2 separate regions of the Anser cygnoides genome follow, and region 1 is linked to region 2. Evidence: chromatin contacts called from public Hi-C data. All regions are on one chromosome and are shown on one strand. The core of a region is the stretch at or near the end of the contact, and the rest is flanking DNA. Distances in the headings are between cores, read along the strand shown.

The links. A called contact is a pair of places that touch in the nucleus more often than the background predicts.
Region 1: a Hi-C map of liver shows a contact between it and region 2, with 4 times the contacts expected there. The contact joins the enhancer-like site here to the promoter of DISP1 in region 2. A contact is called at or near these places in 5 of 7 Hi-C or Micro-C datasets (fetal liver, granulosa cells and liver).

The regions. Positions count from the first base shown.
Region 1 is chr3:24,060,130-24,063,281 of Taihu_goose_T2T_genome, forward strand. No RefSeq gene overlaps it. Among named protein-coding and RNA genes, the nearest start is that of TLR5, 22 kb to the right of the region's middle. Within about 2 kb of position 1,347, at least 2 of the 3 cell types and tissues checked have open chromatin away from gene starts, as enhancers often do. A contact at or near this core is called in fetal liver, where this site is marked.
Region 2 is chr3:23,940,317-23,943,772 of Taihu_goose_T2T_genome, forward strand. It overlaps DISP1 (dispatched RND transporter family member 1), which reads left to right and starts at 2,110. Exons shown (of 9, transcript XM_066993688.1): 1 at 2,110-2,247.

The DNA of each region.
Region 1 (3,152 bases), core at 97-2,596, 120 kb after region 2:
TTCTAATAGAGCAGTAATGTTCCCGGTGAGCCTTAAGGGAATCTGATCAATAGCTATGAGGTTGAGGCTCAATTTATGGCATTAATTCATCAAGCATAGTTGTTCTCCATTTTTGTACAGGATGCTTTTGTGATTCCTGCTGAGCAGAGCAGTACAAAGTCTGCACAAGCCCTTTCTTGACAATTCCCCAGGCTTTGTCATTTAAGAAGAGGTGATTCCACAGCAGTGGTGATCGAAGTCCTATGATCTGTTTGAAGTCAATTTTTTCATTGGATAGGACAGACTGTACCAGCTGGGAAGACCGCATTTGTTCTGAGTGTCTCAGGCTTGGGGTGGTTTCACAGTGAGTAAAAAATAAAGTTATTTCAGATTTCTTGAAAAATTCACACTGGAATTATTCATATGCCTATCAACCACTCCACAATCAGGAACGGTTCAGTAGCATGTTCTCCAAAAATCTCTTTACTTCCTTTTGCCAATCCCTTGCAGTAGAATTTGCAAGGAGCAGATGGAGGCTGTGCTACTTATGCTTCTGAGATGCCTCTGTGGTATGTTTTCCCAGCTGCTCCTAACACAGTTTAAATTTCTTTATGCTTCCAAAATGGTATGTATATCATATGGAGGTATGGAGGCAGACAATGAAATTTCATCTGAAGGTTTCATTACCTTTATGTAAAAAGTCAGAAGACTGAAGTAAATGCAAGTTCGATCTAGCCACCTCCCACCAGTGCCATAAGCAGTAGAGAGAAGCATTTCAAAAAGAAAAGCAAATACTTTGTTAAAGCCTTCTTGGCAATCTCTGTATCTACTTGTGTGCAATAGTTCCTACATACATAGGTTAGCTGAAATAAGTTTTAAGTACCTGAAGTGATAGGAGTGTCTTGTAAGTACACAATAAGGTCCTAACTGCAGAGGGCTCTCAGTTAACACTTGACCAAAAATGTTTTGTGACAATCATTCAAATTTAATTTCTTAAACATGCTTTTAAAATTCCCATCTCTTACACTGCATACAGATCCATCACCTAGACCTGCACATGATCTTGATTGTACAGATTGATTCTTGCTTTGGCTGTCAGTAGCTTGGTAAGCTTTTATTGAATATATATATATAACCTCTGACTGAAGATAATGTCTTTAAATATTTGCACTGGCTGGGGAAAATAGAAAAAGTTGGACTCTTTCAGAGACCTGTAAGAAATGCAGAGTGGTGGCTTTCATTACAGCCCACGGGGTCCCTGGGAAGCCGGGGCCGCCGGTTCTTTTTCTGACTTCGTGCAGCAGCATTTCGTCCCTAACGTGAGCAGCTGCAGAGGACCGGAGGCAGGAGGAGTTTAGGACAGCCTTAGCTGTTACCCAAGCCAACAGCGACACCCAGGGCTTCATGAGCACAGTCCCGTCCCTTTTCTTAATCCCCCTGCCCCATGCAAACGGGAAATTTTCCCAAAGTTTAGCCCTTTTCTGTTCCTGAATGACTACACCGATTGAGAAGAAAGTAATATTTTGCTGTAGTAGCTGTGTCAATAGAAATCATGCATATTGTTACCTTGAGAGTAAATTAGATCAGTCACAGGCACTTCATTAGTCAAAGAGCTGCGTTCTCATGAAGCATATTGTACTTTATTGCTTCTATGAAAATAGTTAAGATGGTACTATTTGTTTGAAGCTAAGGTCAAGACAGCTAGTTCATAAAACAGTCCATTCCTGCTTCTTCACCACATTGAAAAAATCACCCAGCCCATACTGAACTTATTTTGGTAAGCCTTTATTGAATACATGTATAAAATCAGACGAACAATACCTTCAAAGATTGTGTCACAATAAAAAAAAAAATGGGTGCAGGTTTTATAACAGTGCACGATTGTCATTGTTGTGGCTTGGATAGAGTTAATTTTCTTTGAAGAGGCTTGTATGATGCTGTGCTTTCGATTTTTGATGAAAACAGTGGTTATAACACACTGATGTTTTTAGTTGTTGCAGAGCAGTGCTTGCACTGAGCCGAGAACTTTTCTACTTCTCCTGCTGCCCTGTCAGTGAGGAGGCTGGGGGTACACAGGGAGCCAGGAGGGCATGCAGCCAGGACAGCTGGCCCAAACTGGCCAAAGACATATCCCATACCATATGATCGTAGAATCACAGAATAGCTTGGGCTGGAAGGGACCTCAACGATCATCCAGTTCCAACCCCCTGCCATGGGCAGGGATGCCACCCACTAGACCAGGCTGCCCAAAGCCCCATCCAGCCTGGCCTTGAACACCTCCAGGGATGGGGCATCCACAGCTTCTCTGGGCAACCTGTGCCAGTGCCTCACCACCCTCTGAGTATAGAATTTCTTCCTAATATCTAATCGAAATCTCCCCTCTTTTAATTTAGAACCATTCCCCCTTGTCCTGTCATTATCTGTTTGAGCTAAGAGTCACTCTCCATCTTTTTTATAAACCCCCTTTAAGTACTGAAAGGTCACGATGAGGTCACCCCGGAGCCTTCTCTTCTGTAGGCTGAACACCCCCAGCTCTCTCAGCCTTAGCACCTCATAGGAGAGGTGCTCCAGCCCTCTGACCATCTTTGTGGCCCTCCTCTGGATCCTCCTTTAACAGCCCCACATCCTGCTTGCGCTGCAGGCCCCAGACCTGCATGCAGCACTACAGGTGGGGCCCCACAAGGGCGGGGCAGAGGGGCACAATCACCTCCCTCAACCTTCTGGCCGCTCCTCCGTTGGTGCAGCTCAGGATGCAGCTGGCATGAATTTCTGGGCTGCAAGCTCGCACTGCTGGCTCATGTCAAGCTTTTCATCCACCAGAACCCCCGAGTCCTTCTCTGCAGGGCTGCTCTCAGTGACTTCTTCTCCCAGTCTGTGCTCATGTCTGGGATTGCCCCAACCCCATGTGAACCACACGAGGTTAAACAAGTCCAAGTGCAGCACCTTGCACTTGGACCTGTTTAACCTCACATGGTTCACATGGGCCCAATCCTCAAGCTTATCCAGGTCCCTTTGGATGACATCCCTTCCTTCTCTGGTATCAACTGCACCACTCAGCTTGGTGTCATCTGCAAATTTGCTGCACTCGATCCCACGATCTATTGAACAGTACCAGTCCCCAGACAGACCCCTGTGGGACACCACTTGCCACCGACCTCCACCTGGACATAGAG
Region 2 (3,456 bases), core at 860-3,359:
ATTATATAAAAGTTGTGTTCGAATGTAATGCTATAAAATAAATATATGAAAAGATACATTTATAAAATTGATATATATGTATATGTTATTAATTTATAATGATACTTTCTATCAGAGCCATCTTTCAGTTTCCAAAATATGTTAGTTATGGCAAATTGATCTGACGAGGAGGAATCCCATTAGTCACTTCTTTTCCAAAGTTGAACACTAGATGGCACTGGAAGACAGGAGCTGAGAACTGTAAATTTTATTTTATTTTTTTAATTTCTCGAGGTTCCTGTACTTCAATGGAGGATCACTGAGGCATAAATAATATTCTGTAGATATATTTTGTGAGTAAAAAAAAAAAAAAAAAGGAAGGTGTCACATGAATTACAGAATTATACCAGATGACTGAGTAGTCAGTCACTTGAGCCTAGAGAAGAAATCAGCACAATTAGAGATTAAGTACCAGAATGTGGTATTAAGTGACAAGACCTGACAGCAGGGTCCCTCTGGAGCAGGAGGGGCTGAGCTCTACTCTTCCACTTGTTCTTGCTGCTTCACAGGAAGATCTCTTCTTAAATTCACTTGCTCTTTCCCATTTACTGTTGCATTCCTGGCATGCTGCTTCAAGCCCGAGTCTTGACAGAGTTAAATATGTCAACTTTCACAGCATTTTTTGTCTGATCAAGCACAAGTTATTGGGCTGATACAGCAGATGTTGCTGGCATTTAGGATGAAATCTGAGCCAGAATGCAGAATTATAATGAGCCTTTAATAAAAACCATGTTGAGTGAAGAGGGAGAGGGAGGGAATCAGTGTCTCTGACTCAGGCTGCCAACCCTGACTCCCAAACCCTGGGTGTTTCACATGCTTCAGAGTGACCTTTAAAGAACCAATTATTCTCACAAAGGGATTAAAACCTAGCAGCCTGTCGTGTGCAAGGGATCACTGCAGATTTTCTAGTATTTTGTTCTGGTCTTAAAAATCATGAATATGTAGTTTTACATCAACTGCAATAGTAAGCCCTCAAAGGTTAGGCAATACCATGTCTGCGAGTAACAATGGAACTGTATTTTGGCCCATTCTGTGTGCTAAATGAGGCAAAGATGCTTTTGGACGAAACGGGGCATGATCATGCAATTAAAAACTAACACACATGTGCAAGGCAGCACAATTATGACTGTGGCAAGCTTTTCCTGGGATTTCAGCACTTGATTTGTTTATCCAGATGCTCCTTGCTATGTGTAATTTCATATACACTACTAGGTGGTGTTTGTGTGTGTGTTTTTGTTGTTTGTTTGTTTGTTTGTTGTTGTTGTTGCTTTTGAAAGAGTACATACAGTGTGACTCTTCAGGCCCCGTTGTGGTGGGCAGAGAAGGGATTTGTGAAGATGAGTTATATCTGGAAGGAAACAGCCCTGGGATTGTTGGGGATTTGGCTGCTGGATCCATGACCAAGGGTTGCCCAAGCTAACCAAGGGCCCTCATCACGGCTTTTTTATTCCTGCTCTTCCCAACATCTCTGACATGTTCCCTGTCTCACCATGGTGTGAAGGTCCCTCTGAGACCAACCCCAGTCTGAGAGACTTGGTCTCATTTCTTTACTTGAAATTCCTCAGGAAAATCCCATGTCTTCAGATGGTAAAATTACATTCTTTTCCTCGTGGTAATTTTCTTACTGAAAAAGCATTCTTTTAACCCCTGGTATGACTTTCCATCTGTTTAGATCTCTGCTTAAAACTGTGAATGTTATAGCACACTGAGATACCCTTTCTTGGGAGAATATTAGAAAACAACTATTTACGCGCACCTTGTGGCATGCTGTTCCTATTTGGTGCTTTACGCTTGCCGCTCCGACAGAAAAACTCACGTCAGGCTTTTGCTTCAGAACCATGTTCCTTCATTTTTATAGGTATTGGGTAAGTACTTGAGGGCAGCCCATGAACTGATAGACTCGCGGCCTATTTTTTTTTTATTATTTTTTGTTTTTTCCTTGGGTCGCCGCGAACCCCAAACTGTCGAGGGCGTCAGCTCCCCCCCCTCAGCGCGCCCCGCGCCGCACTCAAGATGGCGACCGGCAGCCGCCGCGCTCAACATGGCTCCCCGCCCCGCGCCCGCCCCGCTGGCGGTGACTTCCGTCCGTCCCATGGTAACTGCGCCACGGCGGAGACGCCGCGGATCCCCCTCCCTTCCTGCCGCGACACCGGGCTCAGGCGGGGCGGCCGCGGCTGCCTCGGGGACCCCGCCGCGGGCAGCCCACAGGTAGGCGCCGCCGCCCTCTCCCCTCAGCGCGGAGGGAGGGGAGCCCGCCGGGGCGGTGCCGGTAACGGCCGCGTCAGCGCAGCTGGCTGCGGGGGCGCCGGCGGCTCCCGCCGCCCTCGGTCTGTCCTCGGGCAGCCGGTAAAGCCGATTCTCTTCAGGAGCGGGAGGAAGAGTTAGCTGCAGTTACTTGAGGCGTGCGTCTGTAGGGCGTGCGTGTTTTAAGTGAACAAAGGCTGTCTGATCAGAATTCCCAGTAGCCTGTTGAACAGCTGTAGAACTGCCGGCTTTGACAAATGAACAAAAGAGCTCCTGTTACAAACCTGTAAAACAGTAACGAGGCATTTAGGATCCTAGTGCATCCAAATTATCAATGGGCTTGTTATTAAACGTGCTCAGATTTAAACGTGTGGACTGGTAGAACTGCAAGAGAAGAAGGGGGCAAGGAAAAAGTTGGGACAGGTGAGGACGCAGGATCTTTTTGAGAGAGAATTCCTAACTGGCCAAAGGGACAGGAGCCAGAAGCAGCCAGCCTGCAGTTGTGGAAGAGATCAAGTGTGAAACAAACAAGGGGGATAACTTGTCATTTGCAGTGGGGAAATGTTTATTAGAAAAATATAGATACTTTAAATATTAGCATTTATAGGCTTTTGCTGTGACTACTTAAGTTTGTGGTAACTAAATTGTTGTCTGTAACAAATAATGTTTATAAACGTTTACTCAAAGGAAAATATATAATAAATATAACTTGTGTTACTTTAGTTTTCCAGCAGCTCCTAGCAGCTGCAGCTAGTATTTAGAAGATGCAGTGCTGATTGCTGAAGGTACACATGAACTGAGATACAAATTAATAAGTTTAACCACCACCACCAAAAAAAAAAAAACAACTTAATGCTTTACTTAACATTAAACTGGAAGCTTACCCAACACAGCAGCCTTTGCCCCAAGCATTCTGTTTAGGGACAAAAATGTATGCCATGGCTGTTGTATTAGGTATTTTAGAAATCATTAAGTAAAAGGCAAACCTGAATTGTACAGGAAGATATCCTGCTTTACAGTGAAGTGAGCAATATCCTGTAGTAATATAATAGCCTAATTTGAGAATACTGTTATTTTGAGGCTGAAAGCTTAAACGTGTCGCATCAGTTAAAAGCAGGTGGATGTTGAAATGAGGGCCTGATACTGTAGTGGTGCAAAATATGGAAGACCACA